Linked DNA regions of Drosophila melanogaster: region 2 is linked to region 1. The links are chromatin contacts, called in public Hi-C maps. All regions are on one chromosome and are shown on one strand. Each heading gives the region's core, a stretch centred on a gene start, on an enhancer-like site or on the middle of the called end of the contact. The rest is flanking DNA. Distances are from core to core; before and after follow the strand shown. Region 1 holds the start of Tim17b1. Region 2 holds the start of PEK (pancreatic eIF-2alpha kinase).

What was found. A called contact is a pair of places that touch in the nucleus more often than the background predicts.
Region 2: a Hi-C map of the Kc167 cell line shows a contact between it and region 1, with 1.9 times the contacts expected there. The contact joins the promoter of PEK here to the promoter of Tim17b1 in region 1. A contact is called at or near these places in 12 of 107 Hi-C or Micro-C datasets (the D17-c3 cell line, the Kc167 cell line, the ML-DmBG3-c2 cell line and 4 more).

Annotation. Positions count from the first base shown.
Region 1 is chr3R:5,294,922-5,301,669 of dm6, forward strand. Tim17b1 reads left to right here and starts at 5,224. Exons shown (of 3, transcript NM_141269.3): 1 at 5,224-5,592; 2 at 5,784-5,980; 3 at 6,047-6,265. The coding sequence starts at 5,271. The coding sequence ends at 6,067. mtd (mustard) reads right to left here. Exons shown (of 15, transcript NM_001144535.2): 2 at 4,549-4,652; 3 at 3,281-3,568; 4 at 1,226-1,714; 5 at 936-1,042; 6 at 720-874. The coding sequence starts at 1,505.
Region 2 is chr3R:5,459,483-5,466,559 of dm6, forward strand. PEK (pancreatic eIF-2alpha kinase) reads right to left here and starts at 5,271. Exons shown (of 4, transcript NM_141281.3): 1 at 4,733-5,271; 2 at 2,592-3,327; 3 at 1,368-2,528; 4 at 1-1,283. The coding sequence starts at 4,950. RpL35A (Ribosomal protein L35A) reads right to left here. Exons shown (of 5, transcript NM_141282.3): 3 at 6,671-6,899; 4 at 6,318-6,545; 5 at 6,148-6,249. The coding sequence starts at 6,892. The coding sequence ends at 6,226.

The DNA of each region.
Region 1 (6,748 bases), core at 3,974-6,473:
CAAGTGGTTTTTGGGGGTGTGAGGTATTATGAGTTTTGGTGTAAAGCGGTTGGTTTATAAACACAAATTGCATTTATGGGTAGGGTTTTTGGCGTGGCGTGGTCAAAATATGAAAATAAAAACGCAAAAAACAAACAGCAGTTATTAAAACAATTAAAAGTGGTCTTTGGCAAGCCAAAGTCTTATCTTCTATAAATGCTTTCCAGTGATGAAATAGTTCACACAGTTGTGTTTCAAGCACTTCACTTCATGAAGTCTACTTGAGATAATATATTCTCGATTATATATAGCTATCGATTTCATTGATTTAGAAATGCGTTTATAGTCCTGAGTTATCAAATTAATGAGTTTTATGGCAATCATGAACAGAACAGAAAACAGATTCAAATCGCATTTCCATCAAAAGGTATTATGGATACGATGTATGAAATTAATCAATTTATAATTTCGCGATTAAACTTTGCCATTTCGATTAGGTAAACCAAATTATCTAATAATAATGTTTATGGTAAAAATACGAATGGTAAACAAATTACTTACATTATGTTAACTACTTAAAATCGAACATTATAATACGTTCTTCAAAAATCAAAAGTACAATTATACAAAAAATGTACATTTTTTGCGAAGTGAGAAAAAACATCTTAAAATGGATCAACAAACAAAAATGCCTGGAGAATGTGTGAACACAAGCGTGAGGCAGCTGGGCAAACACTAACCGGTCTTTGCTCGGAATGGCCCAGTGGTGATCCAACAAACTCTTGCGCCGCTCCTCGAGGGTGGAGCGAGTGCTGGAGAGGCCCAGGCCGGCCTTCTTGTCTTCATCGTCTAGAGCGTCAGTCTTAGCGCTATCTTTGGCTTCCATAGAAGAGTCCTGTAGAAAATGAAAGAGCAATAAGTTGGGACACAGGAGTAATATGATAAAAATGACTTACCTCCACACGTTCGCGGTCGAAGGCTTTGGGAAACGCGTCGCCATCGCGTCCAGTGCTGGAGCAAAGCGACTCTTGGTCGTCAGCGATTTCCAGCGACCCTATTTCTGCTGTTGTTAGATAAGAAAATAGCATTAGTAAGCGAATTTCTTCTGAAAAAGGAAATTTTATCACTGTTTCTATACTTCTGCTTCCGAACGATCTTAGGCAAGCTAAGCAGTTAATCATCTTCAACGATTTTATGTAGGAGTTACAGAAACTTGATTTCAGGAATGACCCGTCGAGGAACTTACCATCTAAGCGCTTATTACCGTCTTCGCCCAGCAGCGACTGCTGCTCGGGTAGCTCCTTGGAGTCTTCTTCGACTAATACTGGTTTGGGATAGTAGATTTCCGGTTTCTCCGCGTCTCCCGAGGCGGAGTTCAGGCCCTGACCTGCTCCTCCGGCCACTCGCATGTGCGCAATGTCGTGGAAGATGGCGGCGTTGACCACCAGCTCCATGGGCGCAATGACGCCGTAGCTCTCCGGGCCGTGCTCGATGACCAGGGGATCGCTGACGTTGGGATCGAACATAACGGCGTTGGGCGTGACCAGCAGGACGCCGCCCACCACGCCCTGTCCGTCCGTGATGTGGCGCACATTGATCTTGAGGAAGCGCTGTGTGATCACCGGATCGTCGCTTTTGTTGGCCTCCTCCTCCGCCTGCTGCTGCTGGCTACTGCCGCCCACGCGCTCGATGTGTCCCGGTTTTGGGGATCCGGGGCGCAGGCCCTCGAGTATGTCTGCAAGGAGCGGCATTTGGTTAATATCTTTGCTGGCTAGGTGGCTGCAAAAACGCCATTTAGTTATTATATTATATTAGGGGCAAGTGATTTTCGGGTACTATTTTGCTGGGCTGTGATTTTATCAACTACACCCGTGGCCGCGATAAGATTGTGAAAGCAAAATTGATATATGGGATAGTTTAAACTAAATCTACGCCTTGTGACCCCCTTTGTTGTTCTAGGTGTTACGACCAGTGAATGGGAACGGCATTATAGCGCTTTTCCTAGGTAGTTCGGCGTGTAAGGTGATGTCGTAAAGATATTGCCTAAAGGGTGTAGCTTTTGCATAGGGTCATGGGATGGGAAGAAATGTTATACATTATACGACTTTCGAAAAGGGCTTTTTAATAGTTCCGACTAACTGGGTGGTAGTAAGTTTTAAATTTAACAGTGTAATTTCTAGTTTCTAGCTCGAAACTACAATAGTTATGATGCCTTTTGAATCTATTAGTGCAACTTCTTTATCATCCATAACCGAGATTCGGTTTCCTGGGACATGGACAACGAGACCCTTGCTTGACCGAAGGTTATACTTTCCGGAATATCTGGACCTTCAAGGCCAGGAGTTTGTCAACCGCAATTAGCACTTTTTCACAGATCGGAGCGACAACAAAGGTAGAAAATCAAACAATAACCTCCATTGCGCCAGAAGACAGCCGTGTGCATGCTGAAACTTAGAATATCGAGTACGTCCGGGCGCACTCTACGTCGTGGATTATCCGGCTCTCAGTACGTGGCTTTCGGCACTCGACCGATTCGATTTTATAGCCTTTTTAAAGTGAGAAACAGCGGAAAAACACGTTCTATGAAACAGTCAACATTGGCCAGCAGTGTGACCGCAGCTCGGTTGTTTATATATACCTCATAGTAATGGAATATACTAAAAAGTTCTCGTCTAAAGTAAGGTTATTCATGAAACTGCAATGCTGTTTGTGGAAGAAGTGGCGCCAAAAATCTTAAAGTTATTACAAAATGTGGCCAAACATTAATTTGCCATCTGAAATTAATCAATTAACATATGCACATACCTTTTCTGTATTAAATAGCTGAATAAAGTTACTTTAAAGTTAAAGCTAGCCCTGAGACTAACTTCTTCTTGTAATTATAGCAATTATATATCAATTTATATACTAAACATTTTTGAGGGCTTCAAATGTTCAATAGTTTTCCAAATTAGTTTAGTTTTTACAATGTAATAAACATAGCCGCTTTTCGCAGTTGCTAACAAAACATTATTAAGAAGAACTAATTAAAAAAAAAACTAAAATCAAATAAGCGATATGTACAGTTAATTGCGCATCTGGATATATGATAGTATGCAAATGTTTGGACTTCTCTAGTAAATGCGACCCAAAAAGCGATGGAAGAACGCAATACGGAGTTTCTCAAAAAATGTTGGCACATGCATGTAAAAAGCTCGTGAAAATGAAAATCTCAAGCGGCGATGATGGCAAACGCTTCACTATCGTCGCACCAATTGCACCATTTCCACGGAGCAGCGCCTGGGTTGGCTTCCGTTCTTACCTTTCTCGCGGCTCTCGTCGCCGGACAACTTGCGCTCGACCGGACTCGATTTGCCGGACAGGCTGGCACCGTCCGCGTCGTGGGTGGAGCTGCTGGAGGCGTCGTCCTTGGCGCTCTTGTCCGGCACCAGCAGCTGCTGGCCCGGATAGATGAAGGAGCTGTTCAGCCGGTTGAGGTGGGTCAGCTCCGAGGGCGTGGTGTCGAACCGGGCGGCCACGGAGGTCAGGGTGTCGCGATTGCCCACGGTGTAGGAAATGGTGGGTATGGTGGGCAATGAAGACTTTTGCCCTGCGGAACGAAAAGAAATCATAATTAATAATGGCATCGTATCGCTGGAGGTACGTGCTCGCAGTTCTTTACTCGGAGGATCGTGCTTCTTCGGGGCACGCTGCTGGAAGACCTCGAAAGAGTCGCCATCGGGTCGCAAGTGCGAGCAGATCACACCTGTGGGCGGAACCTGCTGCCGGCAGTGGTAGATAACCGAGAACTCGTTGGTTGGCATGTGCCAGTATATCTCAATCAATTCCACCATTTCTAGCCCTGTATCATACGGTTTTTTTGTATCGTTAAAACTGCGGGCTCATCAGTTTTCTCGAACTGTCACAATTACATTCATACATGTAATCAACTATCAGCGCTGTTAGCTTTGGCGCGCACTTTCAAACGGGAGGTGCGATAAGAATTTGTTTATAGGTACCCCCCGGTTGGCGCACAATTCCCTGAATCAACTTCAAACTAATGCCAGTAAGTAAGTATGTTTTTTTTTTTAATGAAAATTATTTTATGATTATGTTAAGAATGCCTCTGGTTTAGGCACTAAAATTGAATGTAACGCGCAAAGTACAATCTGTTCTGATATATCGGAATCGGAATACTGTAGAATTAAAAAAAAAAACACCCTTTTTGCTAGCTGATTTGATTCAATATGTACACTTTTCTAATAATACATCGATTTTACATAGAGTGTGAGCATGAGCGACACCTGGCGGCAGAATACCCTAGCGTTGACTTGAGGAACCTACGAGTTCTACACAAATTTTACATTCATATTACATATAAGTTTAAATTGAACTATTTTAATTGAAAGTGAGTGGATACAGGGGGCTTAAGCCGGGGTTCAGCAAGGATCCTTCCCGAAATAAGTATTTGTTTTGAGAAATACAAAATGATTTTCATATAATTCTGCATCCATCTGCTGCCCTAACCAAAGATTCTCCATCGGTTTAAGTCTGTCTAATTAAATTATACTTATTTGAATAGTGACTTACTTGATAATTTGTCGACGCTCTCGAAGCGCTGCTCCACTTTGGAGCGGAGCGAGTCCAAGTCGAATGGAGCCGCAAGGCCGTGATCCACGCTGCGCGATTTGCTCCTGGAAAAGTGGGAGAGTGGTTGTAAATCGGTTGGGAATGGAATATTTGGGCTTGTAGCGATCGGAGCGCAATCTGTTGCGATCCTTATCACTTACAAATTTCCAGCTCGAATTGTGACCATAACCGGGTAATAACAATTTATTTATTGGCAGCCCGTTTGCCTTTTTTATTCAACCTTTTTGTTGTGCAATTGCTATCGTTTTGTAATGATTATCTTGACGATCAGCGAGTGTCCAAATACGGCAAAACGACGCATTTTAAATGTTTTTTTAAACGGTTTTTGATCTGTTTTGTTTTTTGTTAGATCAGCCTTTAAACAATTGGCGAGAAGTCACGATTTTCATGTGACTTGTCCTTAGGTGTTCGATAGAATTAAATCGGAAAAGTATGAAGTATAAGTAATTTGTAAGGAATAACACACGTGTCGAGTGCTTCTAATTACTGATTCTAATTTTAAAATGTAATTTTTTCTATTTGCTTTAAAAGTTTTTTAATGAAACTTTGAATTGAAAATCGCTCTCAAGGAGGCTTTGACTTGTCCATCTATTCTGCTGTGTGTGTCTGTCACCCCATCAATTTTATCGACTGAACTCTCCTGAGTCCGATAATCAACTGACATGGCGGAGTACGGTCGGGAGCCTTGTCCCTTTCGCATTGTCGAGGATTGTGGTGGAGCCTTCGCAATGGGCGCCTTGGGCGGAGGAGCCTTCCAGGCGATCAAGGGCTTTCGAAACGCCCCCTCCGGCCTGGGATACCGATTGAGCGGAGGATTGGCGGCGGTACGGGCTCGATCCGGCCTGGTGGGTGGTAACTTTGCGGTGTGGGGCGCTACCTTCAGCGCCATCGACTGCTCACTGGTTTACTTCCGGAAGAAGGAGGACCCGTGGAACGCCATAATTAGTGGAGCAACCACCGGGGGCATTCTTGCTGCTAGAACTGGTGAGTTTTAAAGTTTTTTTTTTCAGACAAATGCATTAACAATTAGTAAACCAGGCTGGTTTTCAATGCTTTCTCAGGACTTTTATATCCTTATATCCTTTTTGCCTTGTTTTTCTTTCTGCTTAACTTTATGGCTATTATCGCACGAATATGCGAATATTTACTTTTTTGCTTATTCCTCTTTTTGGCAGGACTAACCTCCATGCTCAGTAGTGCCTTGGTGGGCGGGGCTCTATTGGCCCTAATAGAGGGCGTGGGCATTGTGGTGTCCCATTATTCGGCGGATTCCTACCGCCAGGTGTCGCCCGTGGAGCGGCAGCAACGGTATAAGCAGGAGCTTTTACGGCAGCAAAAGGGCGTTTCTCCACTCGCAGCGACTTATGGAGAGGTAAGTGAAATCCCCTGCGCAATAATACGCCTCAATAATTCCGCCACTCACACTCTTTAATTCCAGATTGACTCTTCGGCATTGTAGAATTCTTCGCTGCGTCATCGCCTAGTCGTCGCTATCCATCCGCGAACGCGTGGATCGACGATTGCATACCAATTTATAAAAGATTGCTTTGATTGTTCGAATCTGATACTGGCGGCATTCCCATTTCAATTTAAATTCAATTGTCGTACAGTGCAAGTTTTAGAATCATAAATATATTTTGCTTCGGCATATTTATATAGACAGTCTGAAGTCCAGCCGAAGTGTGGTGGCTTTTTGGGAGGCGCGTGTGCTTCAAAGCTCCATACTTGAAATTCCAAACTTATTTGGGGTTTCCTCCTACAAAACTCCTTTGATCAAGCCAGAAACTCGAACCTTAATATATCTAAGCCTAAATATTCCACTTTATAATGCTTGTTTCTGCACCCGTGGAGTCAGTGGATTCTACTAGATTCCTAGAAAAGTGTGTAACAGACAAATGGATTTTATTTATTTTGTTTTTGTCTGCTACTTCAATCGATATGCCAACAACATATTGAAGTTTCTCACTAGCTAAATCAAGGGTACTCTACTATATATCATTAGATTTTCTTAAGTTACACTTTGAATCGTTCCTTTTTTTTAAAAGGTTGCTAGTGCTTATCTTTATTAAAACATCTCTTCTGCACTACATTCCTCTTTCTGCACTCACATAAGAGCAGTTTTCCCTATTATTGCGTTCCC
Region 2 (7,077 bases), core at 4,021-6,520, 160 kb after region 1:
TCCGAGAGGAGATGAGGTAGCTGCAGAATGTTGCGCAGCTGGCTTTTCAACTGCTTGGTCTGCGGGCGTTGCTCTGGCTGGGCGGATAGCATTTGCTGGAGCAAGTCGTACTGCTGCGGGTAATTGACAGCGAAATCCTTGGGATACTGGCCGTCCCGAAGACTGCGCAGTGTCTTGATCCGCTCCATTTCAGTGCTGAAGTACACGTGCAGCTCGAAGAAGATCAGTCCCAGTGAATAGATGTCCACCTTGTAGTCGTAGTGCTGGCCCAAAAGCTGCTCCGGCGACATGTATAAGTGGGTGCCCACCTGCTGGGTGTGGCGGGCACAGGAGGGCAGGCCACTCTGGTCCCCACACTTGGCCACCAGGTTGGGGATATCGGCCATGTCGGTGACGAGCCCGAAGTCTCCAATCTTTATCTGTCCATCCTGCGAGAAGAATATGTTGCTTGGTTTCAGGTCCCGATGAATCAGACCCTTCAAATGTACATAGTCAACGGCATCAACGATCTGGTGAAAAATGTCACCAATGTGGGCAGCCCTTGTTTCCGACCGGTTGTCCCTTAACCAGTCGCGCAGACTCTCCTTGCGGCATAGCTGCATCTGGATGTAGAGGTACACCTTGCTGGGCTTGGCCACCGTTCCGTTCAGAATCGTGGCACTGGAGGGCGTAGGTTGGCTCCCGTTTTGGTTGTTATTGTGATTCTGGGCCAGTGCCAAGGTAAGGGGCTTCCTTCTAGCTTTATTATCGTCATTCGCATCATCACTTCCACTGCTCTTGGGGCGCACAGATTCGATTTGAAACGAATTGGAGACCAGTTGGTGCTGTGAGTAGTTTATGTTCTTAAGGTCAAACGAGGCCGAATGGATGTCAATGGACACGGAGCTGCGATGTCGTTTCTCATGGTCTCCCTGCTGCTCTTCATCCTCTTCATAGTCGTCGTCGGTATCATCCTCCTCCTCTGCCCGTAAAGCGGCTGACTGCGACTCGCTGCGGAATTCAATGAGCGAGTCCTCTTCCTCATCGTAGTCGTACTCCTCGCGTATGTTCTTGAGTGATGACTCGCCTGGTAGATGAAAGTCGTGACTACAAGCGGTGCTATTGGCTGCATCCGAAACCCAGGACAAGAGCTGCTGTTGGCGTTTCTCCTTCAACTGCTCCGTCAACGAAGGCATTGTACTATCGTCCGGCGTCTCTATCTGGATAGAGGTGGACAGCTCGTGGGCAAGCAGCTTGCGATCCTCTTCTTCCTGCCAACCAGTCGGCGGTGTCTCGGTCCAGGACTGGAAATTTTACAATAAAGAGTTTTATCATCAGATAATACTTAAAAACTTAATTTTAACTTTTAAATAGATAGAAGAACTTACATGGAAGTATCGCACGATGTTGTGGTGCTCACAACTAGCCAAAGTTCGAGCCTCGCGAAGGACTCGCTGTCTTGAAGATTCCTTATTGGGTAGCGTTATGCGCTTAATGGCGTATCGGTTCTCATCCAGCTTGTTCTTAGCTTCGAAGACCACTCCGAAACCACCGCGACCAAGGCACTGCATCAACTCGAAGTCGGACTGAAAGCGGGAAGTGTAATGCTCGCCTGAATGAGTTGTAGACTCCGAAATGGTGCGCTGATTTGCTTGTCCAGGTGGGAAGCTAAAACGATTTCCAGGTCGCTGCATCGGCACCACTGGACCTAGTAAAGCCTGTGTGGATGCTTCGGTGGCCTCGATGGCCGTTTGAACAGGCACATGACGTTCAATGACCAGATACTCTCGCTCCACGCGCTGGTTTCGTTGGCCCATGAAAATATTTAGAATCACAGCCGACGTAAATGCTATGACCACGATTTCCTTCCACCAGAACCACAACGACAATATCACAACCTTTACAGGCGCATCAATGTCATCCAAACTAAAGCCCAAATCGTCGTTGACGCTATGGTTTCCAGTAGCTTCCGTTCCCTCAGATGTGGCATTGGTAGGCGATGTTGGAGCTGTGATTGCTGGAAGGTCAGTTGGATTATTCTGCGTACTGCACTCTTGCGGGCCGTTCAGATCGCCAGTGGTGTAGAAGTAAAAACCATTGCCATTGACAAACTCCGATGCATTCAATACGGACTGCGCTGCCACAGCGAAGTTTTCATCATCATAGGGCACCAGTTCCCCTCCTTGTGCCACAGCTCCCTCAGCAATCATTTCAGGGTCCTCCTGGTCTTTCCGGAAGATTACCAGCGATTTGCTACTGGCGGATATCGGCTTCCAGGGAATCCTGGGCATCAGGCTGGTGTCGCCTGTAAGCTGCTGATAGACCTTGGTCTGGTCCATAATCTCCTGGCGTAGACGTATTGACTCCTGAATATACAACTGTTTATCGTACATGCCCAAGTAGATGGATGGCGGGCTTTGTGGCGCATTGGGCAGCTCCGTGTCATTTTCGTCCTGGTCCCAAAGCCACTGGGCCGAGCTAAACAAATCAATAGGCTGCAATTCGTCGTCGGCATTTGTATTCCAGGCACTCACAATTGGGTGATCAAACTGAAAAGCACACGAAAAGTACTAAGTAAATTTGCCTTTAATATTAAAGCCATCACCACTTACCTTGTACTTCCACAGCATAGTCTGTGGCTCACTTTTGCTGAAGGCGCAGATAATTCCCTCGGGCACTACCACCTTTATATCCACATCCAAAACAGCCAGCTCCAGCTCATCGCGCGGCTGTAGCTGGCACTCGGAAGGTCTCACCAGATCCAACTCATGCTGACCTACGCTAAAGTTCCAACGCTCCACTCCGGTCCGGGATTCCACGGCCCGAACCGTTTGTGTCTGGCGGCGGACGATAATAACGTCGTCAAGGAGAGGATCATGGCGCACTATGTAGCCGGCCTCGTCCCTTAACTGTTCTCCGTCCTCCAGCTGATCCTCCTCATCGGGCTCCCTAATGGTGTCGTCGATTGCAAGCCCTTCCTCCGTAGAGTTTACACATCCGTTTAGAGAACATTCATACAGCAGCTGGCCAGTGCGAACGGAAACACCGTATGAGCGTGTCTCCTTGCCTCCGGATATAACCAGATCATCGCTGAATTTGGCGCTCGAGCTGAGTAGGTGCTCCGCCGTGATTGGAATGGGATCGATGGAGTCCCCGTCGAACTTGTAGATGCCGCCGCTCAAAGAGGGAATCATGCGTACGAACTGCCCATTGTTGGTCAGCTCCAATCGATGGATGCTGGACGAGATTAGTGGCCCCGGTCCGGTGGGCACACTCCAGCGCAGTTTGCCGGACTTGGCGATGTCCAGAGCGCTCAGTCGACCATCAAGCGTGGAAATGTATAGGAGTCTGTGGATAGAATAAATAATGCAATACCAAGTTTTAATGTTTTTATTTCCATATTTAATAAATAAATATCGACTACTCCATATTAGCTAATAGTCCATAATGGCGGAATTTGCCAAATTGTTATTTTCGCTAAATGATACCGTGTCAGCGTAACAAGGATTTTGTAGCTTGTGGAATTTAGAGTGGGCGAGGCCAATATGTTTTTAAAAGCCGTTCTTGTTAAATATAAGAATACCGTATACCCTTTATGTAGGTAATATCCAATTACCATGGGCGAGCTTGAAATAAACAAACACAAGATTTTGAAGAAAAAACAAAAAACACAGCATACATAGATTCAAGTAATGATTTGATTTTTATGTAATATTTTCTATTCGTGCAATTAATGTAAAAATTGAATTTTCTGTAAGTGAGTAAGCCTTTGGTTAACTGTTTAAAATATTTCAACTCGAAAGATTAAATACTAGAGTTAAATTTGCAATTATACAAAAAGTTGATTTGTGCTTGCAACCGATTCCGTCACCAGGTACACGGTGCATGGGGCAAGAATAAAGGAAAGCAGGAAAAGGGGCACACTGGCAGACCCAGCTGACAGCGTAGAAAAGGTAAATGGGAAGTAAACTCAGCTGTTTTTGCGCCAAGAAGACAAGAACTCGAGGAACAACAAGTGTCAGTTGGCCCCTCTCCATTTCCCCTATCGCCATCTCTGTCGCGCCCACCAAGGAGCCGAAAATGGCGCCCGCAAAAAGGGGGGATAAAGCAAACGGGGGGAGAATTGTGAAATTCAGTGAAAACCTTGCACAAACGCAAAGGAAAGCAAAACAATCGGGGAAACCAGTTCGGATTGGCATGCTTGCCAAACAACATATCTAGACGTCTGCCTCAAACAAAAATTCAGTTAAGATCTTGCAAATGACTCACCGCATGCTTGATAAGCGCGTCCACTGATTACGGGTTTTCATAGTTGGCCAAGGTGCAAACATGTGGGTTCATATTATCAGATCGCTCCCAGACTTCAAGTTGAACAGAAGCTCTCCGAATTTCTCGTGTTAGACGGGACAAGGTACTTAAAGCTAAGGGCCGTCGCAAATGTTACCAACTTGTCGGATCAGCCGAGAATTTTGAGCTACGTATTTTCACTGGCCCCCCGTCGTACCACAGTTCTCTTCGAATTCCCCGTTTTAGCTGATTAAATAGGCACTTTTCGAGTAGTTCAACCAAATATCACTAACGTGTTCTTCGCAATATTTGCCTAGGTGCTGGCTGCTCGTTTATCCACTTGCACCGCGTTTTAGCGAATGTTCGAGAACATAAACATAACACACACATAACGCACTCTTCTTCTTCTGCTACAATCCATTCGATACCAGTGCATTCCTCCCGATACTTTGGTTAGGGTACGTACCTTCTTGCAACGCGACGCTCCTCCTGATCTACGCAGTGTTCGAGCCCGGGGGGACGGGGAGATCCGGCAGTCTGGAGCTCCGAATCAGTAGTTGGGTGCCCAGCTAGCACCTGGGCGGGATCGAAAGCCACCAGGCCGGCCATAGTGAGCGTGACGATCTGCAGGAAGCTCAGGCTCCGGCGACGATGCCTCACGATGCCATCCAGGTCGTCCTGCATCGTACGCGCATATAACGTAATCCTGGTCGTTGGCGATCGGACGCGGGGAACGGTGCAGAAATGCAAGTCTCTAATTGGTTCGAACGGTGACGTGTTGACCTCACTTCGGGGGGTCGGTTGGTGGAACAGCGGCGGCAGTGGCTCCCGGCAAGGTCGGCGCACATCTCCGCATCACTCTCGATGGCTCCTGCAGCAATCAATCGCAACTCCACTATTTAAATCCACTAAAACTGGTCAGTTTATGTTTTTGTTCCGATTGGGCCGCAAAACGCGCGATTGCAAGTGTGACCGCGTTTTGACAGCCTTAAAATAACAGATGACACCACAATACAGTTTATTTCGTCATTACCTAAAAGTACCAAAAAAATACACACGGTGGGAACAGTTTCACTAAGGTTTTACTATTTTAAACTTTTCCAGTAACTAATTTAAAACAATGTTTGACGCCCATGTTTTGACACAAATAGGGACAACTTAACAATAATTATTAAAGTAGATGAAGTATTATTTCCATCTCATCTCTTATTGAATACTTCTATTATTCGACGTGTTTTAAAAATAAATTCTATTCGGCTATAATTCTGACACATACCAAATGAAATTCAAACATTACTTTAATTTAAATATGCTCTACCTTCTAAAAATATGTTAGGTGGTATATTCGTCATAATATAGAAACGTTTATTACAACATTTATTCTTTTTAAAAAACTTTTGATTACTATGAAACCATTTCCTTGATTTTTTTAGAAACCGCATTGTTGATTAACAGAAACTTGAATTCGTATGATTTTCGAGCAGAAAGGCTACGCCATACACCCCTAGTGTCCTTGCGAAAAGATTCGTTAGTAGTACACACTACAGTATTCGTTGACTTTGGCAATACAAAAAATAGTTTTGAGATTTTCAAAACTAATTAAAATCTATTATGGTAGAAGTGGTATGTCTGATCTAAAGGAACGACATTAGCCAAGAGTCTCGAAATCCACATTCAATTCGTACTCTAAAACGTTTCCATCGTCTTCATCTGCTACTTAAGATCAATATAAATGGATTTTAATGCGAAGTGGATGGTCCCGCCAAAAGATAATTCATTGCAGTAGGGAAAGTCAAACCGAACAGCCATCAATCGATATACAGATTACCGTCAACTTTCAATCGGTATCTCGCCTTAATAAAAAAGCCAAGTTGCGTTTTAATTAAATTTAAAGTGTTTCATTTAATGTAAAACGGATTTTTTACTCCTGCAGGTCAGTAATTCAAGTCGGATATTAACTTAAATCCTTGATGGGTACAGCATCTGCAAGAAAAAAGAAGGCATGTTAATACAACCCAATTGTCGGACAGAAAAGGTGTGTTTGAACTAACGATGCGGATGCGGTGGCCCATGGCATGACCGGGCAGGTTCCTGTTGAAACGGGCACGCACAGCGCCGGTGTTGCCGTGGATGCGGGTGACCTTGCCCCAGACAGCGCGGACGCGGGTCTTGCGCTCGGGATGCTGCGGCACGCACTTCTTGGTCTCGGCCTTGTAGACATAGACGCAACGCTTCCCAACGTAGAAGGATCCGTGCTCCTTGCGGCGGGCGCCCTCAATCTGCAATGTAATATGTTGGTTAATCAATTACATTACTAAAATGTTTTTACAGAACTGGAATGTATTAATTATTATTTGAAAAACTCTGTGAAGTCCGGACCCATCACATTGAAGTATAGACATACCTTGAGGATGGCCTGGTTCTCGTGCTGGTTCCTCAGACCACGCTTGTAGCCGGTGAAGACGGCCTTGGCGAAGAGGCGTCCGTGACGCTTGTACTTCTTGGCGGAAACTTTAGCCTCTGAGGCGGCGGGCTTCTCGGCCTTAGGCGCCTTGACGGCCTTGGGAGCCTTCTGGGCCTTGGCGGCCTTGGGCGCAGTAGTGGACTTGGCTTGTGTGTCGGCCATGGCTTAGCTGTGGATGAGAAAAGATAATCTTTAGAGCCGTAGGCATTCATCATAGGTATTCGTTGGGGCTTGAGGGTTTCGATCATTTGCATGCATTTGATTAAACGAAAAGTACTTTAAACATTGAAGATATTGAGGTGCACAGCTCTGGGCAACAGTACATTAAAAACATCATTTTATATAAA